Regions from separate parts of the Drosophila melanogaster genome. Here region 2 is linked to region 1. A link is a contact called in public HiChIP or PLAC-seq data. All regions are on one chromosome and are shown on one strand. The core of a region is the stretch at or near the end of the contact, and the rest is flanking DNA. Distances in the headings are between cores, read along the strand shown. Region 1 holds the start of Tango10 (Transport and Golgi organization 10). Region 2 holds the start of CkIIbeta (Casein kinase II beta subunit).

Region 1 (7,682 bases), core at 3,872-6,371:
CGTTTATGCGCAGTGCGTCATTACACGAATACCTGTTTAAAGCGGAGGCATAAACGCGGCTTTGTCGATCAACATCCATGTTACCGAAACCCATGTTCGAGTTATAGAAACTTCGAGTAACAAATATCTATATTCTAGCAATGTTTACCCTTATTAGCTTAGTTAGTGCAATTATGTTTCATGTTTTTACAAACAGCAGAATGTTTTTAACAATAGTTATCTCTATATTCAGGTCCTTCAATTAAATCAAAAAGGAATGGGTTTTGTGAGTGGGTTGGGCTCCAGTGAGACTTGTTAATAATTTAAGAATTCGCGATATTCTAGTGTAAACAGCGCGTCACTGCATGTTCGCTGCTTTTGTTGTGCCAGTTGCCAGCGACAGCGGCGTCGTGTCATTATTCATATTCATGAGGGGGTGCGTCAGGTTTGCTGAATTTTACTGACTTGTTTGCGCGAACCGAAATTATTTATGGTTCAGCACGAAGAGCGATAGAAATTCATGCATATGTTGTTGGTTGGTTAAAAAGTTGCCCTTACATGCAGTTAAGTGCATATAATTTGTCTACTTGCGCATTTATTAAAAATGCATACATATTAAATAATGTACTTAATTACTCAGCGGTTTGAGGGTTGGAGCATTTACAGATGACACTGTAGTGATCAAATGGTAGCTATACATGTATAAATATCTAAAATATTACAAAACTATTCCAGCGTTCAAGCATTAACTAATTCGAGAACAGCTGCTGGTTCCATAATCGAGTACACACGTGTGCTACTCAAAGTCTAAGCTGAGAGAGCGGTCGAGCGGCAACTTGATATTTAAAAAACAGAACCCTACTTAACAGTCGACTCAAGTTCGATCCCCCCGCAGGTACGCCCCTCAGTTCACCTATCGCTCGTTTGCCTTTGCCGCCATCATTCGCTGTTGCCGTTTTTACCCTATTCGTCGAGCAACATACATAGCAGCTGCAATTTTGCTGTTTCTGTTTGTGGCTTCCATGTGCCTGCCATTCGTTCATTATACCCTTGTATAGAGCATTATCACTTTTTCAGATAGCGGCAATCCTATCTAATACATTATCAATATGATCAATTATATGGTTTCATATGTACTTCAGTGCGATTGGCTTTCCAATTTGATGATCTACTGAAATAAGCTTTTATCAATTGCTGCAAAATCGATCAAGCGAAATTTAATTTATTAGAAAATATTCCACTATAGAGCATCAAAACGTCGGCTAGACCCAGATAGCTTCCTTTTCTCGCGGCGATATGCGTGCGATATATCGCATCGATACTCGATGCGGATGCCCATCTGTTTTGCGACATTTTCCCGCTTTCCCTGTTGCAAAACCCGTTTTTCGAATTATAAATTCGAGTATTTTTTAAAACTTATAATGATTCATTTTCTAAAATCCCCACTGGAGAGCGACATTCGAATTCGTAGTGGTTGAATTTGTATTCTCTCTTTGCCATGACACAGCTGTATGTATTAATCATTCGGTATACAAGCAACTTTTTCGCACAGGCCCCTTTCCAAATCAACTACGTCTCTGTGTGTGCGACTCGCTCGTTTTTGTATTTTGCCATTCTCGCTGTTCACGCACCAATACACACAAGTGGTTGTTCAAAGTTGCCAGATTAACCTTTTACCGGTGCCAGACTGTTTTAAACTTGAAGAGGATGATGTACTTGTACTTATATATTTTTTGTGACTAAAAATTAAATTCTTAAAAAAAAACGAACATAATTCCATTTCATTGTTATTTATTAATATATAGTTCCCCTTAACAACATGTGTATATTTTTTTAAATCGATGATCAGCTGGCCTTGCCTGTCTATCGATTGCCCTTTTTGGCATCTCTAGTCCTATTCATCGAAATTTTATTTTGTATCCGGACGTGGTCCCCCAACACTTTCAGATCTCTCCAAGCGTTCCGTGCATCATGTTGACCAGGTCCATTTTATCCGTTGCCGTGTGTGGCCTCCTCCTGTCGCCCCTCCTGCCCATCACCCGTGCGTCCCAGGAGGAGGACACCGGCAAACAGGACAAGCAGTTCACCGTGGAACTGGACCCAGAAACCTTCGACACTGCGATTGCCGGCGGCAATGTCTTCGTCAAGTTCTTTGCTCCATGGTGAGTTGCAATTCGATTTGGGTTCCTCAACCCCTCCATTCCGCCCTGCGCTTACAACCTGAACGAAATAAAAAATCGCCGTCCCAAATTGGCCAACTTTTGCCGGCGAATCGCGGCGGTCCACATAGGTCGTCTATTTTATGTGACCAAGCCACGCACACATAATTATCAGTGGGTGTTTTGGTTTTCACTTTCATTCAATTTCTGGCAATTTTCTTGTAATGAAACAGATTAGCCTATGCCTGTTAAAAATCAACAAGTATTTACATAAATGAAATTTAGCTCACCAAAAATGGTCTAAATGGTCTTAAAAAGCGTGAATAAGTATTTATTTAGCAATTTTACAATTGCCAACTTTATTTGTAGTATTAATAATATGAACTGCTAATCCTAAAAAAACAATTATTTCCAATAGAGAAATTCATATTATTGCAAAAATAGCGAAATATGTACCCTCATAAATCCTAAAGAATTGGAATCTGAAAACCAGAACATACATTTTGTTAAAATTTGTATATTTCGGCGTGTTAGAAATTTACCTGACGATCGTGAGTGACATAAATTCGCGACCCCGGCAATTTGGTCAAAAACTAAAGATCCGGAGAATTGAAGATTCGTCATGTCTGTCGAGCAAATCGCACGTTCGCCGATAAGACGATCAAAGGGGCTTTGGTGTCCCCCTTGATTGACAAACTAAATACTCCAGATTTCGGCAACTATTATAGTTTTCATAGCGCCCGGCTCTCACGTCTTATCAAGAAGCCATCGCAATGCCTATGAGCTAATTTGATTAGGTTCAATTATGATGCTAGAAAGTGCCCTGCGATTAGAGGAGGGAGTTTAAGGAAGCTCGAAATGCGATTCGGCGGCTCTAGCAACCAGATGATAAACTCTTTGTTCGGGACAAAGCGCCAAGTCTTATCGCTGTTCATTGTTTTGTGTTCCTTTGTATTTGGACGGGGAAAACAATGTGAGTTTGACCGATTTATCGATTCCTATTTCAAAATCAATTTAATCGCAATAGATTAGGTGTTGAATATGGTTTGTTAGATGTGCGTCATACAGAATTCGTATCCATTTCATATGGCATCTTTTAATCGTAGGTGCGGCCATTGCAAGCGTATTCAGCCGCTGTGGGAACAGCTGGCCGAGATCATGAATGTGGATAACCCCAAGGTGATCATCGCCAAGGTGGACTGCACCAAGCACCAGGGACTCTGCGCCACGCACCAGGTTACCGGCTATCCCACACTGCGCCTCTTTAAGCTGGGCGAAGAGGAATCGGTCAAGTTTAAGGGCACTCGCGACTTGCCCGCCATTACCGATTTCATCAATAAGGAACTGAGCGCACCCGCTGAGGCGGATCTGGGCGAGGTCAAGCGCGAGCAGGTCGAGAACCTTAATATTGGCAAGGTGGTTGACCTTACCGAAGACACCTTTGCCAAGCACGTGTCCACCGGCAATCACTTTGTCAAATTCTTTGCACCCTGGTGCAGTCATTGTCAGGTAAGCCGAATACAATGCCTTCTCGCCTAAAATGCCTAACTGTGGCATCCTTTTCGTACAGCGTTTGGCACCCACGTGGGAGGACCTGGCCAAGGAGCTGATTAAAGAGCCTACCGTAACTATCTCGAAGATCGACTGCACCCAGTTCCGTTCCATCTGCCAGGACTTTGAGGTCAAGGGGTATCCCACTCTTCTCTGGATCGAGGATGGCAAAAAGATTGAAAAGTACTCGGGTGCTCGCGATCTGTCCACGCTGAAAACGTACGTGGAGAAAATGGTGGGCGTGCCACTGGAGAAGACCGCTGGCGAGGCCGGCGATGAGAAGGTGGTTATCGAGGAGGTTGCCGGCGAGGAGGACGCAGCCAAGAAGCTGACTCCACAACAGCTGACTGGCGAGGACGAGTTCGACCAAGCCATTGCCGAGGGCGTTGCCTTCATTAAGTTCTATGCTCCGTGGTGTGGACACTGCCAGAAGCTGCAACCCACCTGGGAGCAGCTGGCCACGGAAACGCACCAGGCTCAGAGTTCCGTGAAAATTGCCAAGGTTGACTGCACGGCGCCGGAGAACAAGCAAGTGTGCATCGACCAGCAGGTGGAGGGCTATCCAACTCTCTTCCTTTACAAGAATGGTCAGCGCCAGAACGAGTACGAAGGCAGCCGCTCACTGCCGGAGCTGCAGGCCTATCTGAAGAAGTTCCTCGGCCACGACGAGCTCTAAAGCATCTGCCGGTTCACAGGGAATCAGCAGTAGTCGAATGATCAAATAATCGCCCGCCAAATTAATTGTAATCGTAATTTTTCTTTCTCCAGCATAAACCTCTGTGAGGAGTCCGCATTTAATCAATATATCCAACAACACCCAAACGACAACGCGCTAGCTGAAATTGATAAATTCAATCTGAGTTCCTTTTACTTTTTTTTCGTTTTTGTCCCTCTTCCTTAGCTGTTTTTGTAGAATTTTTTTTATACTTATTTGTTTAGTGTTTACGTAAATGGGGCACGGGACTGTGTGCGCGATGATAAGCCATTTAGCGAACTTACATTTCAATTTTAAAGTCATTTTGAGTAGCCTACGTTTTAGGAAAATTTGTCAACACAAAGCTAATAAATATCAATTGGAAAACAATAGGCTGCTGTTTAAAGTATTTTATTATTATCTGTACAATATGGTTTATTTGAATAATTGTTTGGGAAAAACCACTATATAATGTTCTGAGAAGAGCTAAAAAACAGATGTTTGTGGGTTTTTCGAATAAATAGGAGTATGCAAATTTTTAAGCTGACTTATTGGCGTTCTTTAAATATTTGTTTAACACACTTTAAAATCCATTTAGATTTTGATGCCACTTAATAGTGGAGCAGACAGGTTTTTTTGATTTGAAATTTTAGCAGCGCGCGCTGTTGTCGATAACAATTTATCGATTACAGATCTAGTCGAGTCATCGAAAACGGGAAGTTTCAAGTATTTTAATTTGGGCTGCCAGATCTACGTAATGGATAAATGTATTTATATGGCACTTAATTAAATGTTGTGTTATTTTTATCTAAAATTGCGGAACCCGGGAAAATACAACTGAAAATGAAATTGCATTTGTCGGATCCACAAGAATACAATTATTACGGATGCGACGAATCCATCCATATATCGCATATGAAGTGCCATCGGTCTGCCCTGCTGTTTGCAATCCATGCCTGGCACACTGCTGCTGCGATATAAATCGTATCGTGTCTGCATCTGTCTGTCGTTGTTTTTGCATTTGAAGTGAGACTTTTTGCCGTGTCTTTGGCTCGTCCTTACGAAGCCGTCCCGTAGGTTGTCCTTGTGCACGTTGTCAGCGCAGAACAAATCCCTAGCCGGGTGCCAGTCTATACCTAATATCCCCGTTTCCCGATGAACGACAACGGTAACGGCGGAGCAGCGCCAGTCTCCGGTGGAGTGTGCGGTGTTGGTGGTGCGCACGGAGCGGCTGGTGGCGCTGATGGTGCTGGTGGTGCTGGCGGTGGCGGCGGATGCGGGGCTGGCGGTGGAGGTGCTGGTGCAGGTCCGGGCGGGGGTCCCGGGGGCGGAGCAGCTGCTGCGGACCTGGCTGGCGAGGCAGCTGGAGGAGCAGCAGGTGGTGATGCAGCCATTAATAACCAAGCTAATGCCAATGGAACCAGCGAGAGCCCAGCGAAAGGACTTAATTCTAGCGAGGATCTGGACGCCAAGCGGCGCAAGTGTCGCGAAACGGAAGAAGGCCAGGATGAAGCCAGCACGGTGGGTACAACGCCAAAAATGTGATCTTATTTGCCAGATTACCAGCCAAGTGTGTTATCAACATTTATTGATTTTGTCCACTATGAGTGGGGACTAGCTCAGACCATAGTATTAAGTCAAGTTGATCCTGGGAGAATGTGCCCTAATCCTGATCAAATCTTACCCATCTAGATGATCGATGCGAATAGTGTGCTCAATAAGATCGCCAACCTGTACGCCGAACAGCTGATGTCGGACATAGTGCTACTGGTGGACGGCAAGGAGTTTCCCGCCCACCGCGTCATCCTCTGTGCCAGCAGCGACGTCTTTCAGGTGATGCTAATGAATCCGGAGTGGAACGAGTGCAGCAAGCACGTGATCGAATTGCACGAGGAAGCCTGCTGTTCGGCGGTGTTTCCGCAGTTCATCAAGTACCTATACGTTGGCCAAATCGAGGTCACGCTGCAGACGGTGATGCCAATGCTGGCGCTGAGCGACAAGTACAATATACGCGACCTGATCGATCTCTGCGTGGACTACATGAACAAGCACGTGGCCAAGGCGGCCACCAGCGGTTATCTTGTGTCCTGGCTGCAATATACGCTCTCCTTCACGCCCACCCACAACGATCTCACCGAAACACTCAAGCGGTTTCTCAAATGGAACCTCGAGATGGTTGCCGAGTCGCGGGACTTTGTTGAAATGGACCCGGCCATACTGATACTGCTGTTGCAGCAGAACGATCTGGTTGTCACCAGCGAGTACAAATTGTTTGACATCCTGCAGACGTGGCTGCTGCATCGTCGCGAACAGATGGAGGCCACTGGCAGTGGCGGTTTCATGGAACTGATCGAACAGACTGTGTCCCACATACGCTTCGGCATGATGACGCCGCGCCAGCTCTCACACCTGCTAATGGATCCGCTGGTCGAGTATCACAAAGAGTTCCTCGTCGAGCGCATTGCCATCGGCATGAGCTATCAATCGGGCCATGAGGATCGGGTGCGAGAGGTGCGAGCCACCGAATCGGGTAAGCTGCAGTTTACGCCGCGGCTATATTGGAACGACACCTGGAGCGTCGACATCGATGTGCACAACTTTACCGCGATCGAGGATTATAAGAACTATGTGACCTGCTTCTTTTCGCAGCGACACATTGCCGAGACTGAGGAGGACGGTAAGTAGTGGCCGATAGCTGACTTCGATTGATATACAGAATAAGTTAACGATTACTTAATCGCCAGATCCCTGCATGACATGGGAAATCGAGTTTTTCCCGCGAGGCGTTAGGTATAACAAGGCCAAAATGGTATGGGGCGAGGACGTACCAGGCTGCTCTTTGAACACAGTGCGTCTACGGGTTACCTGCAAGCATCAAAACATCGGAGAGGAGCGATTTAAGGTGATTAAGCGGCAACCGTAATATTCTGTTGGGAATCAACGAGTATTGGCGCTAGTTTCCCAGTGTATTTGTAGTATTTTGTATTTGTAGTTGTATATTCTTTCATGGGTTATTCCTATTTTCAGATCGCCGTGCTGATCGTTGGCATGCAAAACCAGATTATGCACATCCGCACAGTTGTAGAGCGTACGGAGTACTTCTCCGATACGTCGCGCGTCGTCAACCTGGACAACCTGCTGCCGTACGAGGAGCTGGAGCACACATCACTGTACTTGAGTCCCCATCTGACGGGCACCGCTCGCAACACGCTTACCCTGCACGTGGTCATCACGCCGATGGGCTCCCACACCTGCCGAGATACGCCGCCGTTTCAGTTCTAAAAAAAAAAAACACAAAT
Region 2 (7,682 bases), core at 1,595-4,094, 72 kb after region 1:
TCTAACCTCAAAGATAGTATAATATTCGGTTATAATAGTACTATGGGTCTTATAATAGACTTTCCTGTGTCCTGCCCCACTGGAAATCATCCAACGATTGACGGGAACGTTCCATCTCTAGCGAATAGAATGAATGGGACATAAAGCGAGCGCAGAAAGAGCCAGGCAGAAGAAATGGGCTCACACCGATGCCAAAATCAATCACACTTTCTAAGTGGCTCAGACGTCGTCTGAGTCTTGTCTTGTCTTCTCTTCTCTTCTCTGCCCGTCCCCTTTCTTCTCACTCCCCTCTCTTCATCGTCTGCATCTCCGTTGGCGGCGACAATTGCACTTTGATGCAGGTGCAGTTCGACAAATACTGCTACGAATACAAACACCGAAAAGCGAGCCAAAAGTCAGAAAACAATCAGCAATAATAGACAAAAGACACGCACGTAGAGACCCGAAGAAAGAGATGGCGGGAAGACAGTGCCGAAAGAGGGGGTGCAGTGAAAAGGGGATAAGGGGGGGGGGGGGGGCACATGCGGTGCAATGCGCTTTTGAGGCGCATCAATCAGAGGCTGTCTTGCGTCTGCATCTCGTGTCTGCGCGTCGCGACTTGCAAAACAGCGAAAGAGACGGCAACAGCGGTGCAGAGAGAGGGACGGCCATACTGACTTCTCAATGAACTGTCAGTAGTCAATCACGGTGACAGCGCTAACGGCTTTCGTCGTCTGTCGCTTCTTCGACTCTTTCACCAACCGAAGTTTGTTTTGTTTTGTGGTCGCCAGGGCAAACAATGTAAATACACACATGCAGCTAGCTAAGTTGAATTGGGATTATAGCCAAGATGCATTTGTGGTCTTAACGTTTATTGGGCATATTTATTAGCAGCCCTGACCTCTCAAATATCATAATAATGATCGTACACCAGGGTTTTTAAATACCCATTAAAAAGCACGACTGTCTCAAGAGTTATTATAAATATAAGATATGTATGTGAATCTTAACCAGAAACCCTCGCTGTCTAATGTATATATATATAGGTAATAGAAAAAAACTCCTATCATAAAGTATAATAGATCTTTATCATTATAGATTACATTATATATTATATTATACAACATTATAAAGACCTCCTCTAAATTACTTACATATCTAACTTATTATGGAACTAATTTTCCGTTTAGGTGGGAGCCATTAAGAACTTCGATTTGGAGCGCATGATGGGCTGTTGGCACGTGGTTCAGTATTACGCATCCACAGAGGAACTTCCGGAGTACGCGTGCATGCGCAGTCACTTTTCCTTTTCCAAAGAGGATCAGCATGTGAGTGGCAGCAAGGACCTTTATCCCTATTACAAATTATACCTCAATACCTCAATTTAAATTAGATAACGATGAACTTTAGCTACATATTTGCGGAGGATCCGCTGCGCGAGAAGCTCGTGGGCAACATCACCTGGATGATACCCAAATTCCAAGAGCCAGGACATTGGCAGCACACGGAGGACATATGTGAGTGATGGAAATGTTTCTACAATCAAATTCAAAACGAAAATCTATTCAAAATGTAGTTGTGATACGTTTGAAGTAGTTTGGTAATTACTATGCCAAAGAGTAATTCGATCTGCCCGGGTTTAATATATGTTTTAAGCAGTATTTTCGTTTCTATATGTACCTCCTTGCAGATGAGGGCATCTACAACACATACGTTCTGGACACGGACTACGACACCTGGGGCCTGGTGATGCACTGCGCCGAGAAGAAGAAGCAACCACGTTACCTGTCCGCCCTGCTTTTGTCGCGGAAAACATCGTTGGCCGACAACGAGATCAGCTTTCTGCGCGGCAAGTTGCCGCAGGATATCGACACATCCTTTATGTTTAACATCGGGCAGGAATCGTGCGACAATCTAATGGAATCTAGTCGCGACGATCCACTGGCCTATGTTGTGAATGGACGCAAGAGAGCCAAGGAAATCTTCAAAATTATCAATAAGCCTGACGGCAGAGTGCGCGCTAGTAGCGAAGCGAGAAGCTATGAGCAAAGCGAGAAGCTGTGAGCAAAGCGAGTCGATGGCAGAGTAAGAGCTAAGCGAGAAACGAGCTACATTGCTCTCTTTTAGTTATTAATGTGAACGTGATGGATTCGGACGAGGAATTTTTTGCATCAAGCGCAACTATTAACTTTCTGTTAAAACTGTCGTCCACCCTCTTAACTGAAATAGAAATGAAAAAGGCGAATTCAATAATTTATATAAAAGGTTATTTACAGAATGGAACAAGACAAAACAAAATAACGTGTGTTTTGAAAATAAACGGTAATATAGCGCAGAATATAACAAAACAATCGTACGCCCTGAGCGAGTTGAAGCGATAAGGCCTTGCTCTCGCTTTTTCGCTTAAGCTCGCAACTCGCTTCGCTCTCACTCTGACATCTTTCGAGCGATTGCGCTTAAAATGCATGCAGTGGGTTTATCGCTCGTTCTTGTATTATTAGTCTAATCAATCAACTAAGAGAAAATATTATACGAAAACCCGATTTATTTTGTCAATAATACAAATTTAAATAAGCACTTTCAAACATTTCAAACTTTCAACATAGTGTTACCATACAACTAAACGAAATAATACCTTAAAGTAGTTGTAAGAAAATATTGCTAGCTGCAATCGGTAAATTATTTGACAAATGGCAAAACAGCCAACTAAATGCTGGTAATAAACAATATTTTAATATTTGGCTTGATTTGCTTATTTAACAAATAATTCCGCGTTTTGTTTGGTTAATTGCTTTTCCGAACCAGTGTTGCGAAACGCGCAATCCCGATTAGCCGATACATCGCTTAGCGATGACACGGCGCCACATCGATTGGCAATCGCCTGCGGACAGCGCAGGACAGCGGTAATCGATAGTCGAGATTGCATACCTGATATCATCGTCTTCGCTACAATATTTGCCTTTACCGGTTCAGCTGCAGTACAAAAGTCGATCAATTTGAGTAATTATTAACAATTTGGGTGAGTGCTGGCCACTGGAAGATAGCCGCAGCGGGAAAAATACAGAATAGCAAGTTGGTGTGCGTTGGATTGCGCTCATCGGTGTAAAGGCGTGCGTGTGTGCACGTCCCTATGTGCGCTTCGCGGTGTGCGTGTTTGCTTGTGTGCGTGTGGTGGCCCCTGTATATGTGTCTCTTTTTTTCTCAATTTCCAACAGTGTGTGCTTCTTCTTGCTGCTCGGCACATTTTGTATGAGCGCTTGTCAATTGTCACAATACGAGTATAAAAATTTATTTTTATGCCCCCCGACCACACGAATTTCAACGGTGCGATCACCGAAAACTAGTAACATTGTACAAGCAACGCGAATTAAACGGAAAACCGAAAACAAAAACCCCAAAAGGCCAATCCAACCAAAAAAAAAGAGGAGGAAAGAAGAAAAAAGCGGAAAAAGAGAGTGTGGTTTGTGCGAGCAACAAGAAGCGGAACCAAAAGGAAACGTGAAGAAAGCAGGGGGGGTGGGGTAGACAAGAAAGTGCCAAGATTCCGTTCCAAGATATTTTAACAATAAATTTCGCACGCCAGCCCAAATTACGCAAAATAATCCCCTTAATGTATGTAATAGTGCGTGAGCGTTTGTCCCAGTGTGTGTGCCATGATTGCCTGTGTGTGTGAGAGTGCGGTGTGCATGTGTGGTATGCGTGTGCAGGATAATTTGTCAGCAAAAAAAAAACGATGAAAATATGAATTAGCAACTCCATTCGCTTATCTTTGCAGCAAAATGAGCAGCTCCGAGGAAGTCTCCTGGGTCACCTGGTTCTGTGGACTTCGTGGCAATGAGTTCTTCTGCGAGGTGAGATATCATCATCATATCAGCATCAACGACGAATTACCCGCGTTCTTCGCTGTAATCGCGTTATCTAAGCGCGCGCTATAAGTGCAACAATTGCAAAGTGCAGCCCTCAATCTCTGCCTTTGCGCGCGCGTGTGTGTGTGTGTGTGTGCGTGTGTGCCGCAAGGTGGGGCAATACCGAGCCCAACTGTACACACATGTCCAGATAACACACGATATAGTGGATATATGACAGTATATTCCAGTACAGATCCTAATTGCATACGCTTTTGATTCCAGGTGGATGAGGACTACATACAGGATAAATTCAATTTAACTGGTTTAAATGAGCAGGTACCCAACTATCGGCAAGCGTTGGACATGATCTTGGACTTGGAACCGGGTAAGTTTAGAATGGGCTGTTACCCATATCCAAAATTGTAATGTATATAGCTAATGCGCCTTACCATCCACAGAGGACGAGCTCGAGGACAATCCACTGCAGTCCGACATGACCGAGCAGGCCGCCGAGATGCTCTACGGCCTCATACACGCCAGATATATACTAACAAATCGCGGCATCGCTCAAATGATCGAGAAATATCAAACTGGCGATTTCGGACATTGTCCACGTGTCTACTGTGAAAGTCAGCCCATGCTGCCATTGGGTGCGTAACCAGATCCTTGATCAATCGCTCTTACCTATAGCTAACAAACATAGTTGCGAATCTTTCTGCGCGTAATTGATTGTAATCTAAAAAAAAAAAAAAAAAACAACATATCTACGAGGAACCTCGTGCTTTTCTGCCTAGTAATTACATAGCCAGAAACTATCAACGCGATTATTGGCACAACTTCTAATTGAGTTTCCTGAATAGCATATCATTGGGGCTTTCCCATGAAATCTTACACCAAGAAAAAAACAACGCATTCTTAATAGAAATTCTACCTTAATTGTCTGGCTTGGCTTGCCCTAGTTAAAACCTTCGCAACGCTTCCCGATCTCCAATAAATTCTTACCGAAACTTCCCTAAACGTTGTTAACGATCAAATAAAGCAATGCTGAATCAAATGCATGCACAAATGCAAGATAGGGTTTCACTAAACAAGGTCCCTCAATTTCTGTGAAAATTAACTAGGCCAAAGTGGCTAGACGAGCCTTGTAAACATTTCTGCTATTAATGATAAATGATCATGATGGATATCATGTTGAGTTAAATCAGGTTAAATATGTTTGTACCAGATTTCACCGATGAATTCTGACTTTTTCTAGTTGCTAGTTGCTCTGCCAGTGGTCTAATCCTTTGATTATTATCCTCAGGTCTGTCGGACATCCCCGGCGAGGCAATGGTTAAGACCTATTGCCCCAAGTGCATTGACGTGTACACACCAAAATCGTCGCGTCACCACCATACCGATGGCGCCTATTTCGGCACTGGATTTCCACACATGCTCTTCATGGTGCATCCCGAATATCGTCCCAAGCGTCCTACTAATCAGTTTGTTCCAAGGTAAGATTTATACCCATTACTGTATATGCACATTGTTAATATGCTCTTTTGTTTTATGTGCCCGATACGACGTCAACTTGATCATCACATACATAGGCTATATGGATTTAAAATACACAGCTTAGCTTATCAAATTCAGCTGCAGGCAGCAGCCAATTTTAAAATGCCACTACGAGCGGTAAATTTAAAACTTAATAACTAGCTATTAGTATCCTTTCCACCATTTACCCCACTCTCTCATCTTTTTTTGTTGTATTTTATTTTGGAATCTAAAATTCTATATATTGACTAAAAAAAACACAACGCCACCAAGGGATCATTCAACTACTAAGCATATAAATATATTATATCTTTTTTATTTGTTTTCTCTCCCCACACATACAAAACCACCAAACCAACCACCACCACCACCACAAAAAAAAACCAAACCAAATCAAATCAAACATCCATAAAATCCGATCGACAACCTGAACCTGAATATGATTATGAATACAATCATGTCTCTGCCTGTCTGAATAAAACCAAACATAAAACCAAAATATCGATATATTATCGATCGTTCCAATCGATCGATTCTTAAAATTGGGTGTAGAAAAACTAATAAAATAAATACACCACCAACAACAACAAATACTACAACACAAACACATACGCACGAATACAACAACAAACAATCCATTTAACTGCATGTAAACGAAACAAAAACATAAATTGAAATGATAGTTTACAACGGGAAGACCGATAGACAGCAACACACAACAACAACAACAACAACAGCCACACTGAGAGACGGAGAGACAATTGTATTGAGGTTTTTAAACGCTGGGCGCAAAGTTTCATTTATATAAATATAAAAACTAAAAAAACAACACAAAAAACAAAAACCAACTGCGTTTGTATTTCAAAATGAAAAGAAACAGAAACAGAAGAAATTGTATAACAAAACAAAATAGTTAAAAGGACACACAGCAACACGCATATTTATTTAGAGCCCATAAACATTCAAAACATGAGAAACTTCATGCGATGTTGATTTTTATTTAAAACACTGCAACTTCTTATTAATCTAAACTTCATTCAGAAACATGTATTTATGTTAAATTTGAATGTTACCGCTGAGCAGAATATCCTTCGCATTGAAGTTTAAGTTCAAGGACTACAAGCATAACTCTCAAATACACACACACCCACAAACGCCTACACACACACGCTTATATATATATATATTATTTTCTTCAGTCAATTAACCAATTATGTATGTGTTTTTATATGTTCGTTTCCTCACATTTTATGTATGTATGTATGTTTTGTGTAACATTTTAAGACACAGGCAGTGCAACACTTGACCAAAAAAAGATAAAAAGAAGGAAATAAAACAAACAAAAAGGATACTCGAATTAGACAGAAAAAGAGAGTGTGTGAGAGAGAGAGAGAGAGAGAGTTAGAAGTAGAGCGATAGGTAAAAAGAAACTAATTTAAAGTAGAGAAAACAACGATATAAGCAACATAGTACTTCCAAATAATAAAGAACACAAATAACGATCAGCATTTATGTAAACGACAACGCAAATAAAAACCCTGTATAAATTCCATAGCCCGAAGCGCCAGTCAAACGCGCGAAGATTCCCAAAGTAGTGGCCGGCAAGAAGATCCCTACTTAAGGAAAGAAGTTACCGGAACCCCAACTCCCAAAGAAGTAGACGAAAATTAATGAAACCAACAAAAACATACAGTACAGTCATCCCCATCCAACCGAACACCCACTCACTCACCCACTGATTTACACACACACATCGACGCGCTCACACACATAGATACCGCATGACCCCCCTAATACCAACACCCACCCATACACAGAATGAATGCAAATGAACGGAAGCAAAAGCAACCACTTGGAACATAAGGATGTGGATCGAAGAAGAGGATGAAGATTGGCAGCAGGACACGAGCAACGAACCGAACGAATCAAGCCCCAAAATTCCAACAGACACACACACAATGAAACAAGTACACATACACACCCACACACACACTCATGAGCATGCACGGACAAGCGGAAAGCAAAACAATGGCAGAAGGATCCCTTTTCCATGATGTGCACACACTGTTATCCAACCGATAGTTACGGCAAGTGTTGCCCTATCGTTCCCAGAAGCAATAACAAACTTGTAGCAGTGTTCAACAATCAATCAAAAGCGCAATAAGAAAACGAATGATAAATAAATTGATATGTGAAGCCAGCATTAAATTTCGTTGCGGATTGTTTGTGTTCGTTCAGTAAAGTAAAGAATACAAAAAAAAAAGAAAATAACGAAACGTACATAATACATATATAGCTTTGGCTTTGTTCCAGTTGTAGCGG

Evidence for each region. HiChIP or PLAC-seq counts read pairs in DNA pulled down with a chosen protein or histone mark.
Region 2: a contact with region 1 is called in a POLR2A S2P HiChIP or PLAC-seq map of the Kc167 cell line, with 4 times the contacts expected there. The contact joins the promoter of CkIIbeta here to the promoter of Tango10 in region 1. A contact is called at or near these places in 28 of 107 Hi-C or Micro-C datasets (the Kc167 cell line, the OSC cell line, the PNm cell line and 13 more) and 5 of 6 datasets of contacts at active chromatin or transcription factors (the Kc167 cell line and the S2 cell line).

What each region holds. Positions count from the first base shown.
Region 1 is chrX:11,715,124-11,722,805 of dm6, forward strand. It overlaps Tango10 (Transport and Golgi organization 10), which reads left to right and starts at 5,122. Exons shown (of 4, transcript NM_167302.3): 1 at 5,122-5,904; 2 at 6,076-7,060; 3 at 7,128-7,285; 4 at 7,411-7,682. The coding sequence starts at 5,539. The coding sequence ends at 7,665. prtp (pretaporter) reads left to right here and starts at 1,633. Exons shown (of 4, transcript NM_001201655.2): 1 at 1,633-1,691; 2 at 1,927-2,141; 3 at 3,245-3,647; 4 at 3,709-4,771. The coding sequence starts at 1,951. The coding sequence ends at 4,365. lncRNA:CR45618 (long non-coding RNA:CR45618) reads right to left here and starts at 1,597. Exons shown (of 1, transcript NR_123873.1): 1 at 940-1,597. It also overlaps a transcript of Amun not described here.
Region 2 is chrX:11,789,689-11,797,370 of dm6, forward strand. CkIIbeta (Casein kinase II beta subunit) reads left to right here and starts at 2,845. Exons shown (of 7, transcript NM_206692.3): 1 at 2,845-2,998; 2 at 3,755-3,830; 3 at 4,110-4,212; 4 at 4,286-4,477; 5 at 5,131-5,320; 6 at 5,417-5,498. The coding sequence starts at 3,759. It overlaps Karl (karl,), which reads left to right. Exons shown (of 5, transcript NM_001298208.1): 3 at 1,170-1,307; 4 at 1,373-1,496; 5 at 1,670-2,565. The coding sequence ends at 2,043. It also overlaps asRNA:CR44962.